Linked DNA regions of Mus musculus: all the other regions are linked to region 2. Evidence: chromatin contacts called from public promoter capture Hi-C data. All regions are on one chromosome and are shown on one strand. Each heading gives the region's core, a stretch centred on a gene start, on an enhancer-like site or on the middle of the called end of the contact. The rest is flanking DNA. Distances are from core to core; before and after follow the strand shown.

Region 1 (3,151 bases), core at 518-3,017, 600 kb before region 2:
CATGGAGGCAAAGCATCAATGAACATAAAAAATAAATATTTTTTAAAAGCTATACACCACCTCTGGATGGTTTTTTAAAATATTTATTTGTTTGTTTGTTTGTTTATTATATACACTGTAGCTGTCTTCAGACACTCCAGAAGAGGGCATCAGATCTCATTACGGATGGTTGTGAGCCACCATGTGGTTGCTGGGATTTGAACTCAGGACCTTTGGAAGAGCAGTCAGCGCTCCTAACCGCTGAGCCATCTCACCAGCCCCCCAAAATAAATATTTTTAAAACCCTATACGTTCTCGAATAAAAAAATCCAACAACCCTATATGTGCACAATATAAGTTAAAATTTAAAAACAGAATAAGAAGAAAGGGAAAGAAAAGGGACCCGGAAGCTTAGGCCTGGTGCTGAGGTAAGTCAGGAGAAGAAGTGGGCTTAGCATTGGCCTGTGTTCTGACTTGCCTGTGCCTGAGCCTCTGGCTTCCTGACTCAGCAAAGTCAGCCATCTCTTATTAAGCACCGGCTGTATACAGCTGTCTTTCATAGCCACAGGATATCCACAGGATATCTTTCATATCCACAGATACCAGGATACCTTACCCTTCCATGGATACTGGGATTAAAGTATGATGAAATCACTTCTTTGAAATGGCATATTTGCCTGTAACTTACAGACATCCTCCGGCCCACTTTACATGCAAACTATGTAAATTGTTTTCATGTAGGGAGTGATGACAAATGTCCTCACATTCCATACAGATGAGTGATTTGTTTTGCAAGGATTTTAAACGAGACAGAGTTGTGCCATGTTCTCCATTCTGGACTTAAACTCACAATCTTCCCGCTCAACCACCTGAGTGTAGAATGACAGGCGTGCACCAGCGTGCTCAGCTCCTTGTCTCAGTGAAATGAGCAGTGAGGACATAGATTGGAATCAGGTAGAATGGGTGTGGCTATGGCTCTGTTGATTGGCATTGCTTCAAACAGAGTCCCCATACTGTTTCCCTTTGCAATGGAAATGGGAGTGGGTGGGTAGGGGAGTGGGGGGGAGGGTATGAGGGACTTTTGGGATAGCATTGGAAATGTAAATGAGGAAAATACCTAATAAAAAAAGTAAAAAAAAAAAAAAAAAGACTAAGAACAGAGTTTAAGACTTACTTTCTTCGTTTCTGAGGCGAAAACTAGTGCTCCGAGGTCAAATGGCAGAGCCTAGAAGCAAACAAGGGTGTCCTGGTAGCTGTGATAGGTGGTAAATCGGATGTGTGTCAGGGAACTTTGGACAACCTTTGGTCTGAATTGAGGTCAAGTGTTGCAGGTGTTGGAGACAATGCACATGGAGTGCAGAGCCCAGAACCTGCCTGCAGGGGGCACTCTGCAAATGCCGTTCCCTAGCCTCCCCTCCCAGGGGCTATGGCCGGTACAGACAGGCTGCAAACTGCCCATGCATCAGCTTACCGCCCAGGTCCCCTCTCCCTCTCATTTCTGCTCCCTACTCTCTGTAGTTTCCCTGGTCTTCCCGACCTCAGGCCTGCCCAGTACCCCAGTTTTCCTGGTGGGTTTGAAGCTGCTCTCTAGTCCTTCTACCCCTTCTCTCCCCAGATTTTCCCTGGCACCCCACTCCCGACCTCCAGCGTCTCTCCCGCACCCAGATCTCATTCGCCCGGGACCATCCATACCTTCGCGCCCCAGCCAAAGTTTCCCGGGGCGGAGCCTCGCGTTGGAAGCGAGGGCGGGACTTCCGGCGGCGGGAGGAAACCACCAGCAAGCAGCAATGGCCGGGTGAGTGAGTTACGGCGTCTGCCTGCGCTAAAAGGACGTCTTTGCATACAGGAACGGAGTGGATGACAGTAGTAGGGAGCTCAGTGAATTGTGTTGCAGAGGGGTGCTGGCGACCTCCGTCCCGGGGAGCGGGACACGGGTGTACGATGTTTATTCATGTACAGACGTGAGTGAGTGAGGCTTGCAACATAGAAATAGGTGTATGGGCTCCGTGGATAAAGCTGTGCATTCGGGAGGATTGGGGTTCGGATCCCCAGAGCCTACAAAATACTGGACATGTGTGCTGACCAAATGTAACCCCAGTGCTGGGGAGGCAGAGAAAAGGGGTCCCTGGAGAAAGCTGGCGAGATAGACTGGCAGGTTGGCGACCTTACATCAATACATAAGGTAGAGAGCAAGCGAAGGGGACGTCCCTTCTCTACTTTGGACCCCCATACACAGGCAGACACATGTGCACATACATGCTAATACACATGCGTGCATGCATATCGCACATACATATGCAGAAACAAAAAGGTTGAACCAAGACTTTCTTGCCTCTCTGTGTAATGCCCACCCGCTAACTCTTTTTTCGTCATTTCAGGCATCTGAAGCTGGTAGGCGTTCCCCTTAAGGTTCGGAGGTTACACACAGCAGTGTGTCACTACAGGGGCCGGACCGGCGCTGAGCACCTGTGGCTCACGCGGCATCTAAAGGATCCGTTTGTGAAGGCCGCAAAGGTGGAGAGTTACCGCTGCCGCAGTGCCTTCAAACTCCTGGAGATGAATGAGAAGCATCAGATCCTGAGGCCCGGTCTCCGGGTGCTGGACTGCGGGGCAGCTCCGGGAGCCTGGAGTCAGGTGGCAGTGCAGCGCGTCAATGCCACAGGCGCAGGTGGGACCTGCTGGACTCCCAGCTCCTCTGACTACTGCTAGTGAGCAGCTCTTACCTAGAGACATTGTTTGAGGCTCTTTCTAAGTAGGTTTAGAGATGAGAGTTACAGAAATACGACACAGGCTGGGTACAGGACACAGCTGCTAAGTAAAGTCAGGCCCCGCAGGCCTACGAGGTGGAGGCAGGATTAGAAGTTCAGGGTCATCCCAGCTACATGGTATGTCTGTACTAGAGAAAAAAAAAAGGGCAGAGGTAGGGGGTTGGGAAGGGAGCACAGGGTGGTGGTGATGCTATGAAGATGGGTTAGTCAGCAGTGGTTCTCACTCTGGGCTGTGACCCACTGGCTTGGTGGTTGAATGGTGCATGCCGGTAAGGCTGACAAGCTTGAGTTCTCGCCCCAGGATTTACACTGTGGACGGGAGAATTGACACCAGAAAGTTGCTGTGTGGACTCCACAAATGTGCCGTGGCGTGTGCTCACTTGCTTATATACCCTCTCACATAC
Region 2 (3,589 bases), core at 174-2,673:
GTGAGTTCGAGGCCAGCCTGGTCTACAGAGTGAGTTCCAGGATAGCCAGGGCTACACAGAGAAATTCTGTCTCAGAAACAAAACAAAACAACAAAAGAACATTCAGGGCAGCCCCTGGCTCTAACTGAGGACCTGGGAGAGGTACTTTCCTTAATCACCCCTGGCATCCTCAGAGACTTGAAAGAGGCTAAGAGTCTCCTGTCTCAAGACCCCTGGAGCGTGCCCCCTCAGCCTTCCTTTCCTCCTCTGTGAATGTAGAGCGGTTATTCTGGCTGGCTTGGCACCCTTGAGGGTGAAGGGAAAGCAGACAGTATTTTAAAGTTTGAGACAGGGTCTCAGGTCGCCCATGTCAGCCTTGCACCCCATATGTATCCTGGGATAAGCTTGGATTTCTGATCTTCCAGCTTCTCCCCGCTGAGGGCTGGGATTCCAGGTGTGTGCCATCACGACCAGTATCTGTCTGATGGGAAAGCACACTACTCAGCAAGGTCCACCCCAGCTTCCAACCAGACAGCTTTGTAGACCCTGAAAAGGGACACTCCTCAGAGGTTGCATCTACCCTAGCCTCTGTTTTCCCATTTGTCAACAGGCTGCCAACTCTAGAGGCTGAGGCAGGAGGATGAGTTAGGCAGACTAGGCAGCTTGGCCTCAACTTTAAAAAATAAAATAAAATAAAAGAACGCTGTTGCGGGTTTGGACTGGAGAGATGGGTCAGTCGTTAAGAGCATTTGCTGCTCTTCCAGAAGTCCTGGGGTTTAGTTTCCAGCACCCACATGGCAGCACAACCCGCTCCAACTCCGATTCTAGAAGAGCAGGGGCCTTCTTCAGGTCTCCCGGGCTACCAGACACACAAGGGGTGCAGATACACTTTCAGACCAAAGCCCATATGCATAAGATAGAATTAAAAGTAAGAAAGAAAACCGTAGCTGGGAGTGTAGCTCAGCTGGTGGTATGCTTGCCTGGCATGCAGGAAGCCTCAGGGTCCATACCCAGCACTGCACAAACCAGGCATGGTGTGGGGCACAAGCCTGTAATCCGAGAGCAGTAAAGGAGGTGGAGGCTGGGGAATCTGAAACACAAGGTCATCTTTGCTTTTATAATAAGCTAGAGGCCAATGCGAGCTACATTGGTCCCGGTCTCAAGGAAAACAAAAAAAGAAAACCCCGACGCCTCTGCTGGGAGTTATGGCTAAAGGCCAAGGCGGGAGCCAACGCCCAGAGTACCGGGCCCCTATTCTTCAAGTCCCAGGAAAGAGGGGGCGTGGTCTTATGTGGGCGTGCCCTTTGTGGGGCGTGGGTGTGGCCTGACCAAACTGGGGCGGTGCGGCCGGAACAAGGAGCCTGTGTGGAGCTTGGAGCTGGTGAGCCAGGCCTTCAAGAGGCGTGATCTTGTGGGGGCGGGTCTGAAGAGGCGGGGCCTCTAGGGGGCGGGGCCGGCGGCCTCGCAGGCGTCAAGAGTGTGTGGGGCGCCGGTCTCCCGGTGTTCTCTTCTTCCAGCCCGGCTGGTGGTCGGCGGGTCCGGGCCTCCTGCGCGTCTCGGGCCCAAGAGGGGCCTGTAGCCAGCTCCTCGAGCCGCCAGCCCGTCCTGCCGCCCATATGGCCGCCATAAAGGCCCTGCAAGAATGGTGCCGGCAGCAGTGCGAGGGCTACCGGGACGTGAGCATCACCAACATGACCACCTCGTTCCGCGATGGCCTGGCCTTCTGCGCTATCTTGCACCGACACCGGCCTGACCTTATGTGAGTGCTCTTTAACCCCTCTGTCGGGCTCTGATGTGCCGCTGCAAACGGGAAACTGAGGCCACGCCTGCCTTGGGATCCGGGTCGGAGGTTTCAGACACACCCCTCTCAGATGGGCCACCCGGGGTAGAGCAGAGACCTGCAGGTACAGCCTATTTGGTGGTCTCCAAGGCTGTGGCAGTCAAGTAGCCTCTGTGCAGGCCACCAAGTGCAGCTGGGCCAGGGGCCAGGACATGGGCTGTCCAGCCGGCTTAGTCAGTGGTGACTCAGGGCAGCGTCCGCCTTCCCCGAGCTCCCTGAGAAAGGGCAAAGGAACAGCTCCTGGGGGTCTGAGGTCTGGCCCCAAGATCAGGGCCATTTGAGGCTTCTAGTGGGATTACTGCCCCTCCTCTAATTTGTCTAGGCATCTTTGGGAAAGCAATCAAAGAGGGAAGCGCAAGCCTTTTAGCACCTTAGAATGACAGGAGACAATGGAGTCTGGGCCATCATCCTTGGAAGTTGTAGGAGAGGACAGGGATTGGGTCTAAAGCCTTCTATAGAAGAAGAGTCTTGGCATAGGAAGTTGGGAAGCAAGCCAGCTCTGTCTTGTTGAAGGACCTTGGCCCACAACTCAAACTGTTCTATCAGTTATTCACTTAGCAAACACTTAGGCAGACTCTGTTACAGGGACCTAAGTTAGTCTGGTGACCAGAGTCCTGAAATGGGACAAGATCACCTACAGCCCATGCCCTTCAGAGGAAAGCATTCTCCTGTACATGGTACATAAATGCAGAGTTGGCTGGTCTGGGAGTGTTTCCCAGGGAGGTCTTAGGGCTGAGTGAGGCTCCAGGCAGCACCTGTGGAGCCCACCTCAGCCAGCCTTCTTGCTGTGCAGATGGGGAAACTGAGGCTCCGAAAAGGAAAAACAAACAAATATTGTTCGTGTTACACAATGTGTCAGGAAGAGCCAGGCCTGGTGCTATCAGACTCCCTTGTGCCAAGCTTTGCTCTGCTCAGGAAGCCGGAATCTTGAGCAAGAAGTAGGCTTCTGCCCTGTGGTTATGAATTCCCCACCCCAACCCCCGAGCTGCTTGGGAGGGCCCCATGGCATGAGCCTCAGTCACTCTCAGGGAGATGGATGGTGTGAGCTCAGTGGGGCATCAGTCATGTGGAAACCAGGAAGCTGAGCTTCGATGGATGCTGGGCCAAGGATGTAGACCTTGGAAAATGGACTTGGGATGAGAACGTGGGTAGTCAGGTTTCTTCCGGTGGTGCAGGGGGAGTCTGGATGATGATGCAGAGTGGGGAGCTCAGATGAGAACTATGTGACGAGTTCTCAAGTGGAGGAGACGATGATGTTGGATTTTGGCTGGATTAGCCTCAGCTGGTAATTGGACAGGGACAGGGCCTTTGCAGACATGGGGTTTCCTCTGCTCCGAAGCAGGGACTATGTGTGCTCATGGCCTGACATGTAGTCCCCACAGAGGAGGAGAGGTGTACACGAAGAGATATATGTTTATTTATACTTGTATGTTTACTTGTGTGTGCATGTATATGCTGGCACAGGCAAGTGTTAAAGATTTGCTCACTTATCTAATGAGTGCCTACTGTATACAGCATAAGGTCATCTAGTGCAGGGAGCAACTTCTGGTCTCAGAGACAGAAGTTCAAGGTAATGACAGGGAACAGGGAACCAAGAGTTGGTGACAGGAAGGAGGCTGGACGAAGAGGTGCCTGCTCAGTTCACTCTGGGAGGGTTATCTCACACTGCTGACTTCCTTGCGGTCTCCCCAGCTGGACTGATAGCTCAAGTCTCTTAGTTAACCCGGTATGGCAACCTGGAGGTGGTTACAATGTAGCTGGAGCCCTACA
Region 3 (3,103 bases), core at 57-2,556, 590 kb after region 2:
TGGGAGATGGTCTGCATCAGGGGGCCTATCAAGGACTCCGATTGCATGTGGAAGTGCTCTGTGGGATTAGGGAGGCTGCTGGTTATGCGATACAGCTGCATGGGGCCCTGTTCTGTGGCTACCATCAAACCTTCCTCTGGCCTCTGCTAGCCTCAGCTCCCACTTTTTCTCTCCAATGGTGCTGGGAGCTGCTTATGCTCCAGGCATCCGGAGGGATATATACACCTATTTCACAAAGTTGGCTCCCCCCTACCCCCGGGAAGACTTTAAACACTAGGTAGGGCCTCTTAACTTTTCCAAACTCTAGTCTAGAAGGAAAAAAGGGAAAAAGCCCTGATCAAGCAGGGCTGTAGATAGAGGGTAGAAATAAACGAGAAGCAGCCTCCCTTCATCCAGGAAGTTAGTGACCCGTGTCAGAGACAGAGAAGACACTGGAGTAAAGAAACTGAGTTGAGTTGTCCTTTCCCACATGAGTCCCATAACCCAGCATAAAAATGATCATGAAATGGGTGTGACACAGGTCTGAGAGTCTAGCACTTTAGGCTGAAGTAGAAGCAGCGTTATGTTTGACACCAGCCAGGGCTACATGGTGAGATCTCTTGTCTCGTGCCCCCTCCCATCGGAAATGACCTTACGAAGGAACCAGCCCACTTTAGTTCAGTTTCTGGACATCTAGGTAACCAGGGAAGCGGATAGGACGCTCACCCGGAGTGGCACGGGCCAGAGCGGCTGCGCACTCGCAGCCCTCCCGGCGCACCGCAGCGAAGGGGTCGAGCAGCGCGGCCCGCAAGGCGCGCACGGCGTCGTCCAGGTGGGGCGCGAGCGCGGCGCCGCCCAGGTCTACGGCGAGGTGGAGCAGCTGCACGAGGGCGAGACGCAGCTCCTCGCAGGGCTCCGGCGGCGGCCGCGCGAGTTCAGGTCGGGCCAGGCGTGCGCTGAGCGCCGGCAGCAGACGCGGCAGAGCGTCGCGGGGCCGCGCGGCGCGGCGCAGGCCAAGGTCGAGCAGGTGAGCGGCCAGCGCGCGGCAGCCCTCGGCCGGATCGCTTAGAAGCCGCAGCAGGCGCGGCAGCAGCAGACGGGCCCAGGGGCCCTGGAAGGCCGCGGAATCCGCGCCGGGCCGCACCGCCTCTTCCAGTACCTGCTCCAGAGCCTCCAGAGCGCGCCGCCGCCCCAGCTTACTTTCCGTCTCCAGCCCCGGTAGCAGGCGGCTTAGCGCGCGGGTCAGTTCCGCGGCTTCAGCCGCCTCGGTTAAGCCCGGGGCCGCGGCCACCTCCGCCTCCGCCGGCGCCGCCATCTTGAGCGCGTTGCCTGTCTCCAAGGGAACCGGCGCTAGTACGATGGTCCGAGCACGCTTTACGGCAAGACTTCCGGCTGCCTGGGTTGCTCGAGGCTGAGTGTGCGCCCCTTAGGAGTGATGCTGGGGGAGGGGCAGGGAGTAAGGGAGAGGCGGGGCCAGGGAAGTGGGCGGGCAAAGGGCTTAGAGGGCGGAGTGACGGGCAGGAGGACGAGAGAGGCTAAGAGAAGCAAGTGTAATTGGCTAGGTCCGGGAGTCTGGGGTGGGGCGCGAACCTTGAGGGCGAGGCAGAAGACAGCAAGCTCGGCAAGGGCCTTGGGCGAAAGAGGTAGTGGGCGGTACGAGGGGGTTGGTAGGCGGGACACGGGCCTCTTGGGTAGGGGCTTAGTGTAAAGAGAGGGGAATAAGGGATAATGGGAGGGGAAAGAACCAAATAGGCGGGGTGTGGACTTCGGGAGCATTGCAGGAGGTGGCAGGCGGAGCCCTGGTTTTGTGGGCGGGGCGAAGAATAAGGGTCTACGGGAAGGAGGCGGGGCAAGGAGTAGTGGGTTGGATGGGGGGGTAGGTGGGCGGGGCATGGGCCGCGCAGCTGGCTGACAAGTTTCAATAATAGGTGGGGTGCAGGTTTGGGGAAGGGACATAAAGCTCGAGGGAGGGGTGGGGGTCTGAGTAAGGTGAAGCGTGAGGATTGAGGTGCCTGAGACAAGGGCTGACAGGTGGGACGCAGGCCTTAGGGCGTGGCAAATGGCTAGGGGCGAGGCCAAGAGTGGGGCTGTCCTGTGCCTGAGTCTGGAACTTGGCCTGAGTGGCCAAGCTTCTGCAAGCCTGCACCTTCAGGTTCCTTTCCTCAGGGGCAGCTTAAGCTGAGGTTCTTTCTAATGGTGTAGATATGGCTGATCCTTACTGGGTTCCTCAGAGGTCATGAAGAAGTCAAGTGTGAATCTGCCACACGGTCTGACCTCAGTTTAGACATGAGGTATGCTCGATGGCTGGAAGTGTTTTTTTAGGGGGTCAGAGATGGTATTGTCAGTGGTCAGGACCCCCCACTGGGCACTTCCTAGGCCTGACTCAGTGCTGCATGACTTGGGCATCCAAACGAGTCACATCTGAGAACAGGCTTATAATGTTAGGGGTTGGGTTTTGTAACAAATTTGGCCTTTTTTTGTTGTTGACATTAGTTTTGTGGGAAATTGGTGTGAACCCTTAGGTGTTTTGAATGTGGCGTGGAAGCTTTAGGGGAACCATGTAAAATTGCTTAGGGTGGCAAAAGAGTTGTGAAGAGAGGTGACTGGCCAAGCAAAGGCTTGGTGTTAGAGGTGTCATGGACTCGTATGTCAAAGTCTTAAGCCTAGTCCATCAGAGTGTGAGTGTCTGGAGGTAGGATCTTTGCAGATGTCAAGATTGAGATATTGGGGCTAGCTGCTATCCTCATAAGGGGAATTTGGCATAGATGTGCAAGCCGTGAAAAGGCTTTGTGAATGTTAGGTGGGCAGACGGCAAGCCCAGGGAAGCAGCCCTTCCAACTTCATCTTAGCCCAGCATCCCAGTATGTGAGGGTTGTGGCCGGCCGTGGCAGCTGAAGCTGACGGTGCTTGTCTGTGGCCAGGGGACCTCTTAGGGGAAGGAGAAGTGTCTTGTAGGGAACAAGGGGATGTGCAGGACAGCCAGGATAGCCTTTGTCTCTCTGCAGGGAGCCAAGGAAGATGCTTTACGTGGAACACTGAAAGCTAAGTCTGCACTTTTAAGGATGCCTGTGGCTGCTGTGAAGGTTGGGATGGGCCAGCAGGGATGGCCTGTAGGTCCTGTGAG

What was found. Promoter capture Hi-C pulls out the DNA fragments that hold promoters and counts their contacts.
Region 1: a contact with region 2 is called in a promoter capture Hi-C map of hippocampal neurons, with 4 times the contacts expected there. The contact joins the promoter of Nudt1 here to the promoter of Micall2 in region 2. A contact is called at or near these places in 7 of 39 promoter capture datasets (the 3T3-L1 cell line, 3T3-L1-derived adipocytes, cranial neural crest and 4 more), 8 of 115 datasets of contacts at active chromatin or transcription factors (bone marrow-derived macrophages, embryonic stem cells, fetal liver and 5 more) and 2 of 9 other capture datasets (embryonic stem cells and liver).
Region 3: a contact with region 2 is called in a promoter capture Hi-C map of liver, with 2.2 times the contacts expected there. The contact joins the promoter of Dnaaf5 here to the promoter of Micall2 in region 2. A contact is called at or near these places in 4 of 39 promoter capture datasets (3T3-L1-derived adipocytes, erythroid cells and liver), 1 of 484 Hi-C or Micro-C datasets (CD4 T cells) and 2 of 115 datasets of contacts at active chromatin or transcription factors (bone marrow-derived macrophages and embryonic stem cells).

Annotation. Positions count from the first base shown.
Region 1 is chr5:140,330,476-140,333,626 of GRCm38.p6, reverse strand. It overlaps Nudt1 (nudix (nucleoside diphosphate linked moiety X)-type motif 1), which reads right to left and starts at 1,767. Exons shown (of 5, transcript NM_008637.2): 1 at 1,672-1,767; 2 at 1,154-1,204. Mrm2 (mitochondrial rRNA methyltransferase 2) reads left to right here and starts at 1,729. Exons shown (of 3, transcript NM_026510.1): 1 at 1,729-1,774; 2 at 2,358-2,647. The coding sequence starts at 1,767.
Region 2 is chr5:139,734,167-139,737,755 of GRCm38.p6, reverse strand. It overlaps Micall2 (MICAL-like 2), which reads left to right and starts at 1,423. Exons shown (of 17, transcript NM_174850.3): 1 at 1,423-1,738. The coding sequence starts at 1,596.
Region 3 is chr5:139,148,438-139,151,540 of GRCm38.p6, reverse strand. Dnaaf5 (dynein, axonemal assembly factor 5) reads right to left here and starts at 1,306. Exons shown (of 13, transcript NM_001081265.2): 1 at 706-1,306; 2 at 1-58. The coding sequence starts at 1,294. It also overlaps a transcript of Prkar1b not described here.